2 separate regions of the Lactuca sativa genome follow, and region 1 is linked to region 2. A link is a contact called in public Hi-C data. All regions are on one chromosome and are shown on one strand. Each heading gives the region's core, a stretch centred on a gene start, on an enhancer-like site or on the middle of the called end of the contact. The rest is flanking DNA. Distances are from core to core; before and after follow the strand shown. Region 1 holds the start of LOC111917024 (type I inositol polyphosphate 5-phosphatase 5). Region 2 holds the start of LOC111917023 (protein ALTERED PHOSPHATE STARVATION RESPONSE 1).

What was found. A called contact is a pair of places that touch in the nucleus more often than the background predicts.
Region 1: a Hi-C map of seed shows a contact between it and region 2, with 3 times the contacts expected there. The contact joins the promoter of LOC111917024 here to the promoter of LOC111917023 in region 2. A contact is called at or near these places in 2 of 4 Hi-C or Micro-C datasets (leaf and seed).

What each region holds. Positions count from the first base shown.
Region 1 is chr4:300,577,985-300,583,763 of Lsat_Salinas_v11, forward strand. LOC111917024 (type I inositol polyphosphate 5-phosphatase 5) reads left to right here and starts at 2,475. Exons shown (of 10, transcript XM_023912670.3): 1 at 2,475-2,985; 2 at 3,075-3,132; 3 at 3,489-3,545. The coding sequence starts at 2,869.
Region 2 is chr4:300,435,585-300,441,980 of Lsat_Salinas_v11, forward strand. It overlaps LOC111917023 (protein ALTERED PHOSPHATE STARVATION RESPONSE 1), which reads right to left and starts at 2,207. Exons shown (of 5, transcript XM_023912669.3): 1 at 812-2,207; 2 at 573-647; 3 at 277-479; 4 at 1-22. The coding sequence starts at 1,703.

The DNA of each region.
Region 1 (5,779 bases), core at 1,225-3,724, 140 kb after region 2:
TTCATTTGAACATGCTTATATATATATATATATATATATATATATATATATATATATATATATATATATATATATATATATATGGTTAGGTTATGATAGTAGAATATGATAACATGTACCATATAATCACACAAATTTCAGCATAAGGGCATTTTAGTCAATTAACCTATATTAAAAAAAAGAAATTTCGGATTTTTAGGGATAATTAATTCCTTTATTTTTAAAAATCTGAATATTTTAAATTAATTCAAAATAAAAAATCCAATTTTATTCTGGCAGAATGATAGAATGGTAATCATAAACTAGTAAATATATTTTTCGATTTTATTCTGTCAGAATGATCGAATGTCAACCATAAACTAGTAAATACATTCTGAAAAGAATACACAAAATCAATTCTTGAACCTATAATATACCAAATAATTACATTTTATGATTGTGATTCATTAAATAATAACAATATTCTGAAAGAAAAAAGAAAAAAAACATCAAAATCTAACAAAAACACTAATCTATTCTGAGAAAATATTATTTTTAAGCAACACTTTATACATTGTAGCATAACACATTCTGGTATAATACATTCTCGTTGTCTATGTTTTCTTCCTTCTCCACATCAATGTTAGCCTCTTCAAAACCTAAATCTACAAAGAAAACATAATCAAGTTTCAAAAATTAAAAAATTCAATGCATTCTAAGAGAATAAAAATTATAAATTCTGACAGAATGTATTAAAGACTATAAAGTTTGACAAAATATAATAGAAAATAAAAAACTATAAATTCTGACAGAATGTAGTAGAGACTAAAAACTCAACCATAAAGTATCACAAATTTATTACCAGTTAAACAGATATACTTGTTATTAACAATTATTCTCAAATATTCTAACAAAATACATTTATATAAATAAATTCTAATAGAATACATTACAGAATTCAAGAGTTGTGATTGAATACATAATTCAAGAGCTGTGATTGAATCATCAACACGCAACTGCATTCATTCCTAGTCATGAATTCAAGAAACAAACACACATTTGCAATAGAGTTGAAATTATTTTGAAAATAAATCACAAGGAGGGTTAAATGTAGATAAAATAATGATTAGTTTAGGCTATTAGGACCAGTATAAAAATCATTTGTAGGAGAGGGTTTGTTTTGAACAAATTAAATGAAGTTTATTGAGTTAGGGACTAGATTTGTAATAAATTTTGAAATTGGGTTAAACAAATTTATTTTAATTTGGGAGTTTGGTTCAGTTGATAAACAATTGATAAACAGGAGGAGACTTTCCTCCTGTATCGACCTTTATGCACGACTAGTAACAAAATAAAATCGTTTTGTGTTTTCTATTAATCGACGAAGTATACAGGAAGCAAATAGAGGCATGCGAGGTTACCTTTAACCGAAATGGGTGGCTAGAGGTGACAGAATAGCAACAGCCGGCGGGCGGCGATGGTGGGGCGTTTAATGATAACGGTGGAGGCCAACAGCCTCCTGCTGCCGGACGAAGTCAAGGGAGGTGGAGGACTTCTCAAAGCGGCATCACAGTAGTAATAGAGGGTGTTGGCGGTGATTTTCCATTGAAATAAAGGGGTGGCAGTGGAGTGCTCGGTGGTAGTAGTGGGTGAAGTTGGATGGTCCAGTTGATCCGAAAACAAAAAAGCCAACAAGAGGATCAGAGGTAAAGTTGGAGGCACAATTAGCGTATACCTGTGGAGCATGCCAGGGGCAAATGGTAGACGAATACGATGCAGTGGAGAAGTCGGAGGCGGCTACATCTATTGAGCAAGTCAAAGGCAGCGACGAAAGTGGATCTGGAGGGAGGCAACGACACGAGATGGTGGTAGGGCAATGGTTGACAAAATTTCAATTAAATGACTAGGTCAAATATATTTATTTTATTTCTTTAATTGTAGGATTTTAATTAAATGATTTCCTTAATTAAAAGTACAAAAAGTCCAAAATATCCTTAAATGATTTATTTAATTATTTATTATTTCTTGAATTCTTATTGGTGCATTTTATTATTTCTTTAATTAAAAGTACCCTTAAATGATTTTATTTCTTTAATTGTAGGATTTTAATTAAATGATTTCCTTAATTAAAAGTAAAAAGGTCCAAAATATCCTTAAATGATTTATTTAATTATTTATTATTTCTTGAATTCTTATTGGTGTATTTTGACACACAATAATTGCTAGAAACATTTGAATATATATATATATATATATATATATATATATATATATATATATATATATATATATATATATATATATATTTGTTCTGAATATACTATTATATTATATATAATAAAAATCGATGAACTGAACAACAATGTTTTAGATTGGCTAGATTTTGACGGATTTAGTTTTGTAATTTTTTAATTTATAAAAAAAGTCCATGTAATGCTTTTTTTTTTTTTAAATAATCCATATAATACTTTTATTTTTTCTGTGTAACTAGAACAGTAAGCAAAACCTTGACATAAAAATATGATAACATTATTTCAAAGTTAAAGTGGCAATATATATTCTTGTTATAAGTTGTAGGATCTTAAATAAAAATGTTAATGTTGACAAATAAAATGGATCGGAAGTACGTGAAAGGAGGAGTTAAAAACAAAATTAAATTAAGAGAGATACATAAAAACCGCATAATTCATGCACGTTTACACCTTCATCGAAAAATGGACATGAAACCCCTCAGAAAACGTACGATGTGGCCCACCTTCGATAACTACATCTGTTTCATCTTTTTCCAACCACAAAACTAAATTCGATCACAAGAAACAAAGAAAGAAGAAAGAAAATAAATCATAGGGCGTCACGCCGGAGCAGAATGATCATAAACTGGCCGTTGTCATGACTAAGGCTACCGACATCGCCGCAGATGACAGCAGCGACAGCGCCACCACAGGCCAAATCGCCGCCACAGGCACCACCCCTGACAAGTCCGTTATGGACGAAGCGAAAACAAAGGTAGCCGATCTTTGTATGGAAACGATAATTACTATTCTGATTAAATCATCAACAATAGGTCGATAATTCTGAATTTATTTGGATGAAAGATAGATGGCAGCGATAACGATGAACAGGAAATGGCAGATTCAGATGGGGCTCCTCAAGGTGATTAATTAGTTTAATATATTCTCTTCAAATAATTAAAAACTTATTATTATTATTATTATTATTATTATTATTATTATTATTATTATTATTATTAGGGATTTTCTAATATACGTAGTAAAAAGTATTAATTATGAAAAAAATATTATCATAATTAAATTCGAAATACATTTATTAATTATGGAAATTATTAATACACTTTATATTTAATTATGATAATATTTTTTATAATTAATGTATTTTATAATTAATTATGATAATATATATTATCAATTAATATTTCTTTTATATATATATATATATATAAATCACATATTAGAAAATCACTTATTATTATTATTATTTGTGGAAAATAGATTTGGCGCTGAAAATCGAGTCTCGACAGAATGTGTCGTGGGCGAAACATCATTCAGGTGCGTAGCTTACATATTTCAAATTTACGATCGTGCCCTTCCGAAATTCAATTTTTGGTTCATATATGAAACATTTTTCTAGGTTAAATCTAATAAACTTAACCAATGCGCTAGTTTTTATGTTGTTAAATAAACGTTTGGAAAGTTATCAAAAAGTTCACTAACGATTTCTTTATTAATATAAACTAGTTGTGAGATCCGTGTATTACACGGGTTTATTAAAAATAAAAATTTTATATCAATATTTAAACATTAAATATTTTATAAAATAATACTTTTACATATCATAATGTAATCTTTTCAAACATTTATAAAAAAAATCAAATCTTCTTTAGAGCATTTATAAAACTTTATTATTAAATTAATAGAATGATTCTCTTTTTTTATTTGAAATTTTATTTTAAAAAATGGAAATTCTTAAAAAAATTACAAGTGCGAAAATAATAATTCTAAAACTCTCACAAAATTACATGTGACAAAACTCTTAAGAATTTGACAAATGGCAAAAAAACTTTTATTTATTAGAGAGGATAAAATTATATCTAATGATTCAAATATCAAATATCTATGATGTAATGTGCTTTTCAATCTCATCATAATATACGATACTTTATATAAAAAAAACTACATTATAATTGTGTTTATTGGAATGAAATGGATAACGTACATAATATATACCACTAAAAGTTAGAGGGAAATGAATAATTCCATATTAGCTGATAAATAGAAGAGAAATTAGCTAAACTAACCATAATAAAAGTAACATAATGTAAAGTGTATTTAAAGAAACAATAAAAAAATTATTGGAAAATAACCACCAACTCCAAAATAAAGTATTATGGACAAAGAAAAATATTTTTCTAAGAAAAAAATATTTTTAGGATGACATTTTAGATTTAGACTAAATTTTTGAATTTAGAAATAAAAATTTGGAACTTTAAGAATTAGTCCAAAGTTCTGATAAACAATTACGAAATTTCTAAAAGAAATTTGTTTTTTTACTAGAATCTTAACAAATTAAACAAACATTATATATATATATATATATATATATATATATATATATATATATATATATATATATATATATATATATATATATATATATATATATATATATATATATATAAGGTTAAGTTCAAATGAGAACACTATTTAATGTGAGAACGTGAGAACACTGTTTTATGTTACTATTCTATTGGGAATTTTGTATATACAACGATATGACATTATTCATCAACAAATATACGAATAATCACACATTAATATTCACATTAAAATTTTGTATTTACAACTTTATGACATTATTTATCACCGAATATATGAATAATCACATATTTAACATTCACATTAGAATTTACTAAATTACCACATATATATATATATATATATATATATATATATATATATATATATATATATATATATATAAATTTTAAAGTAGAATAACAATATAAAACTAAATATATCCTCCCTAATAAATGAAAATAATTTTGGTATTTTTGATTAAATGTTTTTTTCATTTGTCATTTTCTTATTTTGTTTTTATTTTTTCTTAATTAATACATCATATTTACACCTCAATTAATAATTATCTTAATTGAAAATAAACAATAAATTACAATATTAATACTCATATAGTATTTAATATGTTTCCTTTTAAATTGAAATTTTAATTTTTAAATTTTTAATTTTAAATTTCAAATTTAAATAAAATTTTGTTGAAACTTTAATATTTAATTTTTGGTTTATCAAACCCATATAACATATGGGTCTCACACCTAGTTCATATTATAACTAGTACAATACTATACATATTAAATTCATAGTAGAATAGTAACATAAAGTAGTGTTCTCACGTTCTCACATTAAATAGTGTTCTCTTTTGAACTTAACCCTATATATATATATATATATATATATATATATATATATATATATATATATATATATATATATATATATATATATATATTAGGCGTACAATCAAACATTTTATTAAAAATGGTGATATTAAATTTTTTGAAATAACATTCTTGAAATAAAATGATATATTTGATTGAAAAACGATGATATTAAATACTTTGAAATTACATTTTAACTAGAGGCGACAACTCTCGACCCAACCTGTAACCCGACACTGACCCAATCCGAAAATAGACGAGTTTGGGTTGAGATTTTTTATCCGTCAACCCACCAACCCGTATTTCATGGGTTGGGTTGGGTTATCTGTT
Region 2 (6,396 bases), core at 957-3,456:
CCTTCCTAATAGATTCACTTGCCTACAAAATCCCAAATCAAAAGAATTTTTTTCATCAACTTTAAAGTGATAAATATAAGAAATAACAACATATTTTCATTGATTTGTTTATTATAGCATCATATCTATCATTTCTTCATATTACAACATTGTAAATTGAGAAATCTACCCAATTATAACAATGTCACCCAAAAGCACAAAGCAATAGTCAATGTCATAATTAGGTAGATTTTTTCAAAGTATAAAGTCGTAATAGGAAAAAGATTTTCGGGGTACCTTCACTTCATCATAAAGCTTTCTTTCCCATGCATACAATCTTTCAAGAGTTGAAGAATGGCTTCCTGCAATCATGCAAAACTCTTCCATGAAATTATTTTCGTTATCATTTTTTGTTGGTGTGCTTGGAGGATGCAATGATGATGATGAACGTGAAGACATTGATCGCTTCCATGTAATCACTTTTGCTGTTTGTTGAGGTTCTAAATAAAACACACACATGATTTGTTTATTATAGCTTCCTACTTTTAGGTAGAAATTTCGAAGTACAATTTCTTAAAATGAAAATTACGTACCATGCAACACAAGTGAGGTTTCGCCTTTAAAACAAGTTAGGAGTGCCAAAGAAGATCCTGTTGATGTTGAGTTACCTGAATTACACCATTTATTTTAAATGATAAATAAAATTATATAGTATAAAATAAAATAAAAAGGGTAAACGCACCCTTAAATAAATAAAATAAATAATCATATTGATAAATTAATTAGCGATTTGAATGAAAAAACAAAAATTTAAAACCTAAATTGAAAATACCTTTAGCGTCTGAATAGCTAAATTGAATCTTATTTGCCTCGAGCATTCTTGAAACTTCATTTCCTGCTTTCGATGCTCTAATGAAGTGATTCTCGATCTCTTTGATGTCCGAAAGAAAATCTTTACCTCCATGAATGACGAACTCTGAAGAATCCTCTGTTTCTTCCTCACTCAAACAACCATCGTTCATATCACATTCATTTTCAGCGACTCCGTTTGCTTCATTAGCAACCAAATTGTTATCATCAAAATGCGGATTTTGATCCTTTTTCACTGATTCAGGAGGTGTATTGAATTCTCCCAAATCGGCATCTTGATCAGGGAACTGATCATGGACATTTGTATCAACGGAGTTAACTTGAAATCGTTCATGACTCATAAATCTAAAGCTTCCCTCTGTTGGATCAAAATAGTCCCAAGAATAACGAGGAGGAGGAGGCGGCGGCTGCGGTGGCGACATTGTGAATGACGGATTTTCAACATCGTCTAAATAAATCTTATTACAATTACTACTCTTCGATGGGTTTACATTAACAGTTACAACACCAGCCCCACTGGATTTCATGTAATTTAAGCTCATATCTGGCAGCGGAGATGGAGAATCCGATTGGTCGCCACCGCCACCGGTGGCACCATTCAGGTCAATCTGTGGTGGAGATGGCGGTGGGGGTGGGGGTTTCTCGGCATATGTGGTTGAAGATGAGCCTAAGATTACTTCTCTTTCTGCGAATTTACGAAGGGCGATTCCTATGTTTTGAAGGGATTCAATATAAACAACATGTGCTGCTGCTAAATTGTACCTTGAATCAATTGCTTGTTTGATGAACTTCTTTCTCTCTTTGCATAATCGCAAAGCTTCACATGTCTCTGCTTTTGAACTCGAAATCCCCATTTTTCAAATCAACGATTTCACTCCAGCATCAGTGAAACGAAAACCCAGAAACGATATGAAACGAAGAACAAAGAGGAGAGAATCTGAATTCTGTTCTTCTACTTCTACTTAAACCACGAAATGTTAACAGAGAAACACGAAGAACCCTAATTTAGAAGCAAAACGAGTTGGGTTTTTGAGGAAAAAGCAGAATGGGATAATCCAGATGAAAAATTGGGAGAAAAAGGTGGATTTGCTGTCAACAAAAGTAGTTGAAATACAGAGGATGAACTGAGACGATGACTTTAACATTGGGAAATGAATGATTTGAATATCTGGGAATCGATTCACTTTTGAAAAGGATTAGGAATCGGGATTTTTGACGGTGATTTAATGGAAAAGGCGAAGGGAATCTGACAGAGGATGGACACGACGATGACTCATCAACACTACCATTGTTCTTTCACTCACTCTTCCCCTACAAAGAGCGTACTACCTTTTTTCCTTGAAAGCTGTTCCCTTCACTAAAAAAGTGTACGATAATATATTTGTGATAAAAAGCGACGACTTTATCATATAATAATACAAAAAATATATCAAGCTTGCATGTCAATTATATGCAACTATTAAAAAAAGGAATATTTGTAGTAAAAAATATTTACTATCGTCACGAAATTATAAAGGTAATTGTAATACTGGATCTGGTCAAAGTTCGAAAATTGGTGAAGATTATGAGGATAATTTCGTTCAATCATGTTTATTAATGGCTTTTTCAAACAAATAATGAATTGGGCTGCAAACAAATAATTGTTTTGGGATGCAAAAAATTGGGTTTGGCTAAAACAAAAAATGAATTTTGTTATACTTAAAGAAGATTGGGATGAGAAGGGAGACATTTGAGCAACGTAACATCCATTGTTCACCATCTTCCTTTATTCATCAACTAAAATCGAAGACAATAATCGTGATTGTTTCTATTGAAAGCTACAATATTCGTTTCAAATCACGCAAATCAGGTTAGATTTGAAAACGAAAACGATATTTTATTGTTCATCTTCCTCTATTTTTTTATAGTCAGTCTCATATCGAAGTGAATTCATGTTTTATTTTTTTGGTAAACAATTGATTTAAAGTTAGTTTCATTGCTATTCAAACCCAATACGAATCGAACATGATTTAGAAAAAAAATGTTCATCTACAACTCTATTTTTTTAGAATTAGGTTAAAAATTGAAATTTTATTAAAAAAAGACTTTAAGTAATAAAATTCATGCTTGAAACCTTTTAGAATGTTTTGGTAGGAAAGTTGATTCATACTGAAATTCAATGCTACTGAATGCTAATGGACATCTAACAACATGATATTTTAAATTACACGACTCTCTAAAATCCCAATTTAATGAAGCAATCAACGTGTTTGTTAAAATTGTTAGTCTATATATTATTAACTCACATGTTTATGAGTCTTTAGTCTTTAGCCCATTAATGAATGCTAATGGACATCAACAACATCATATTTTGAATTATATGACTATCTAAAATCCCAATTTGATGAAGCAATCAATGTGTTTGTTAAAATTGTTAGCCTATATATTATTAGCCCACATGTTTATGTGCCCTTTAGTATTTAGCTCATTAGAGTTTTGTCTTCTAGTATTTATTCTCCGCTTTATTCTTTGTATCCTTTATGTTTTTCATTGAGAACCTTGTAATTTCTCTCTAGTAATCATATGGCGATACAAATTGCGAAAAATTCTGTTTTCCATTAGTAGACAAAGCAAATTGAGATTGGTTGTCACTTTACCGTCATCACTTACAGCTAGGAACTATATCGCTTCTATTTGTTTCATCAACCTTGCAGCTTGCATATATTTTTACGAAGACTTTATTGGCTTCTTGGGTTCGGTTCTTGTGTGACAAACTCTCAATTCTTATTGTTATGGCATTGTGAGTTTAAGGGGGGATGTTAGCCTATATATTATTAGCTCACGTGCTTATGGGCCCTTTAGTCATTAGTCCATTAGGGTTTTGTCTTGCTAGTATTTATTCACCGCTTTATTCTTTGTAGCCTTTATGCTTTTCAATGAAAAGCTTGTAATTTCTCTCTATCATAATCATATGACAATGTTATAAAAAATGTCTTTAAGAAGTTAAATACAATAAGGTGTTCAAAATGTTTTCTAGAATTTTGTTGTGTTTTACATACACAAGTTGATTGTATTTATGTCTATGTAAGATGTAAGTGAGTGATTTCATACCCTTCATTTACAGTTTCTTTTTAGTCTACATATAAAATTTGTAAATCTAAAAGATGTTTAGGAGAAAAGATGAGAGAGTTATGGATTTATGGGTGTGTCTAGAAGAAAGATGATCATCAAAAAGAAAAGTAGATGTAAAAAAAATATCTAACTAGATAAAAACCAACCACCTAAAGAAACAATTATGCATGTCCATTACGTAAAAGATAATATATTACTAGATAAGCTATAAGATTATTGAACTAGTTAACTATGCCAATACACCATAATATATGGAATATTATTGCACCTAATTAGATTATGAACATATGTATTTGGATCGTTATGTTTTGGATCATAACATGTATGTATCATAAAAACTGTGGAAGCTAGATCATAGCATTTATTTGTTTAATGCAACATGTCTGGATCATAAAATATATGGATCCTAAACCATTCAAATTTGATAATTGTTTTTATTGATTTATAACATTTCGATCATAAGCTATTCACTTCATGTCATTTTAAATCATAACAATTTGAAAACTACATTTTTGAAATGTTATGATCCTCGGTTTATCATTTTGATGATGATATTCATCATGGTATATCATTTAGTGAACCCCTATTTAAGCGGGGATTAGATATTTGCCTTGATACCTAGCTAAGGATAAAAATCTTGGAAAATGAACATTTGACTAATGAGAAGGGACCTTTTGTATTAGTGACACAAATTGATCAAAGAAGATTTGTGCAGAGTCCATGTTGTGACCATGAAACATAACAAATCGAATATATATCTCGTATAGGTTTAAGTGATCCTATCTATTGGTTTTGTGGGATAAACGTGTATTGATGATTACATGAATATATTTCCATCGGAATGATATCCAAGCCCTTTTTATCATATTTGAATGAGGTCCCTGTTTGTTAAAGTCATACCCAATGGCTAGAAGAATGTTTCACATAACTTAATTTTATTAAAGAGATAAGAACTTATTGAGAACATGGAGATGAAGAGTAGTTCTGAAGTGATCAATGTTCATAGTCACGTGAGTCCTATCTTTAGTGATGGTTCAGGTGATAGAATTATCATCTTCATCATATTCAACAATATACCAAAATTCGCACAGTTCTCTAGCCTTTATTCTAATGGATTCATGTGTGAGATTAGTAGTGAGAGGGATTGATTGAAGAAATTAAGTAAAATATTCGAACTCTGTTCCAATAACTTTGAGAAGAACATCAAAGAATGCAACTTGACTGGAGTTCTTGATTGTTACAGGAAATGTAGGGGCATTGAAGGCATGCCCTAAATCAAACTCATGAAGAAGCGTGAAGGCAGCGACCATGGTGATCAGTGAGAGGGAGAGAGAGATAGAGAGAGAAAGAGAGAAAGAGAGAGAGAGAGAGAGAGAGAGAGAGAGAGAAGTTCTTGAGAATAAGTTTGAGATGTTTTGGTGAGGAGATTTGACATTGTAAAAACACTCGTAAGGATATAGGAGACGAATAGCTTAGGGTTCCCAAGAAAGTAGGATAATCTCATTTGCTGATTAAAATTGGACACCAAGGTAGATGATTATCTCCCGATTCGATGTGACATATGTTAAAATTTGAAGAGATAACTTCATCAGGGGATGGACATCAGTGGAAATTGAACCATCATTCACTGAAGCTTGTCAGGGGATGGAAAGGGAACTTTGAGTTTCAGTCTAGAACAATAGTTATTCGTCAATTTCATTGGTACAAAAGGTAGGGTTTATTGGAAGTCATACCTCAGTTTATTGTGATAATAGAATATGTCATGGACTCCACATGAAAATATTTAGTCTCATATTGCCTATTTTTTTAATAGGATAAATCATTAACAAAAGTTGTAGTCTAGAACACAAGTTCTTCATCAATTCATTCAAGGTACGTAGGGGATAATTTTGTTTGGTTTCATATCTCAATCTATGGTAGTAAATAGATAAGGTCAAGGATCCCAAGTGCAATTTTGTATCATATCCTATTTGTGGTAAAAACATATAGAGTTAAGGATACTAAGTTTCTTTCTTGAACAAAAGGTTCACTGTTAATTCATAAAGGTACCATCAGTGGATGATGTCTGATTATCATGGGTGGATCCATTGATGTTCAATTTTCAAAAACATTAAACTTAGACAATTAAATCATTTACATGCAAAGTTTCTTGAAATTCAAATACGCAATAATAAGTTTTTTCATCTGCAAAAGTTAACTCTTTTCTTAAGATATGATTTTCACCTTTTAGTGTTACCCTTTTTGAGAATGTGTTAAGGGAAGAACTTATGAAAGAGATTATTATGCAAATTAAGTTAATATTGTGGATATTTAATTAGCTCAACAATAAATTTATATGCAGAATTTAAGAGCATATTATACAGAACAATATGACAGCAACATTAACTAAATAAAAATAAGCAAATAAAATACTTTGTTGAATCGTGACTAAGCTTG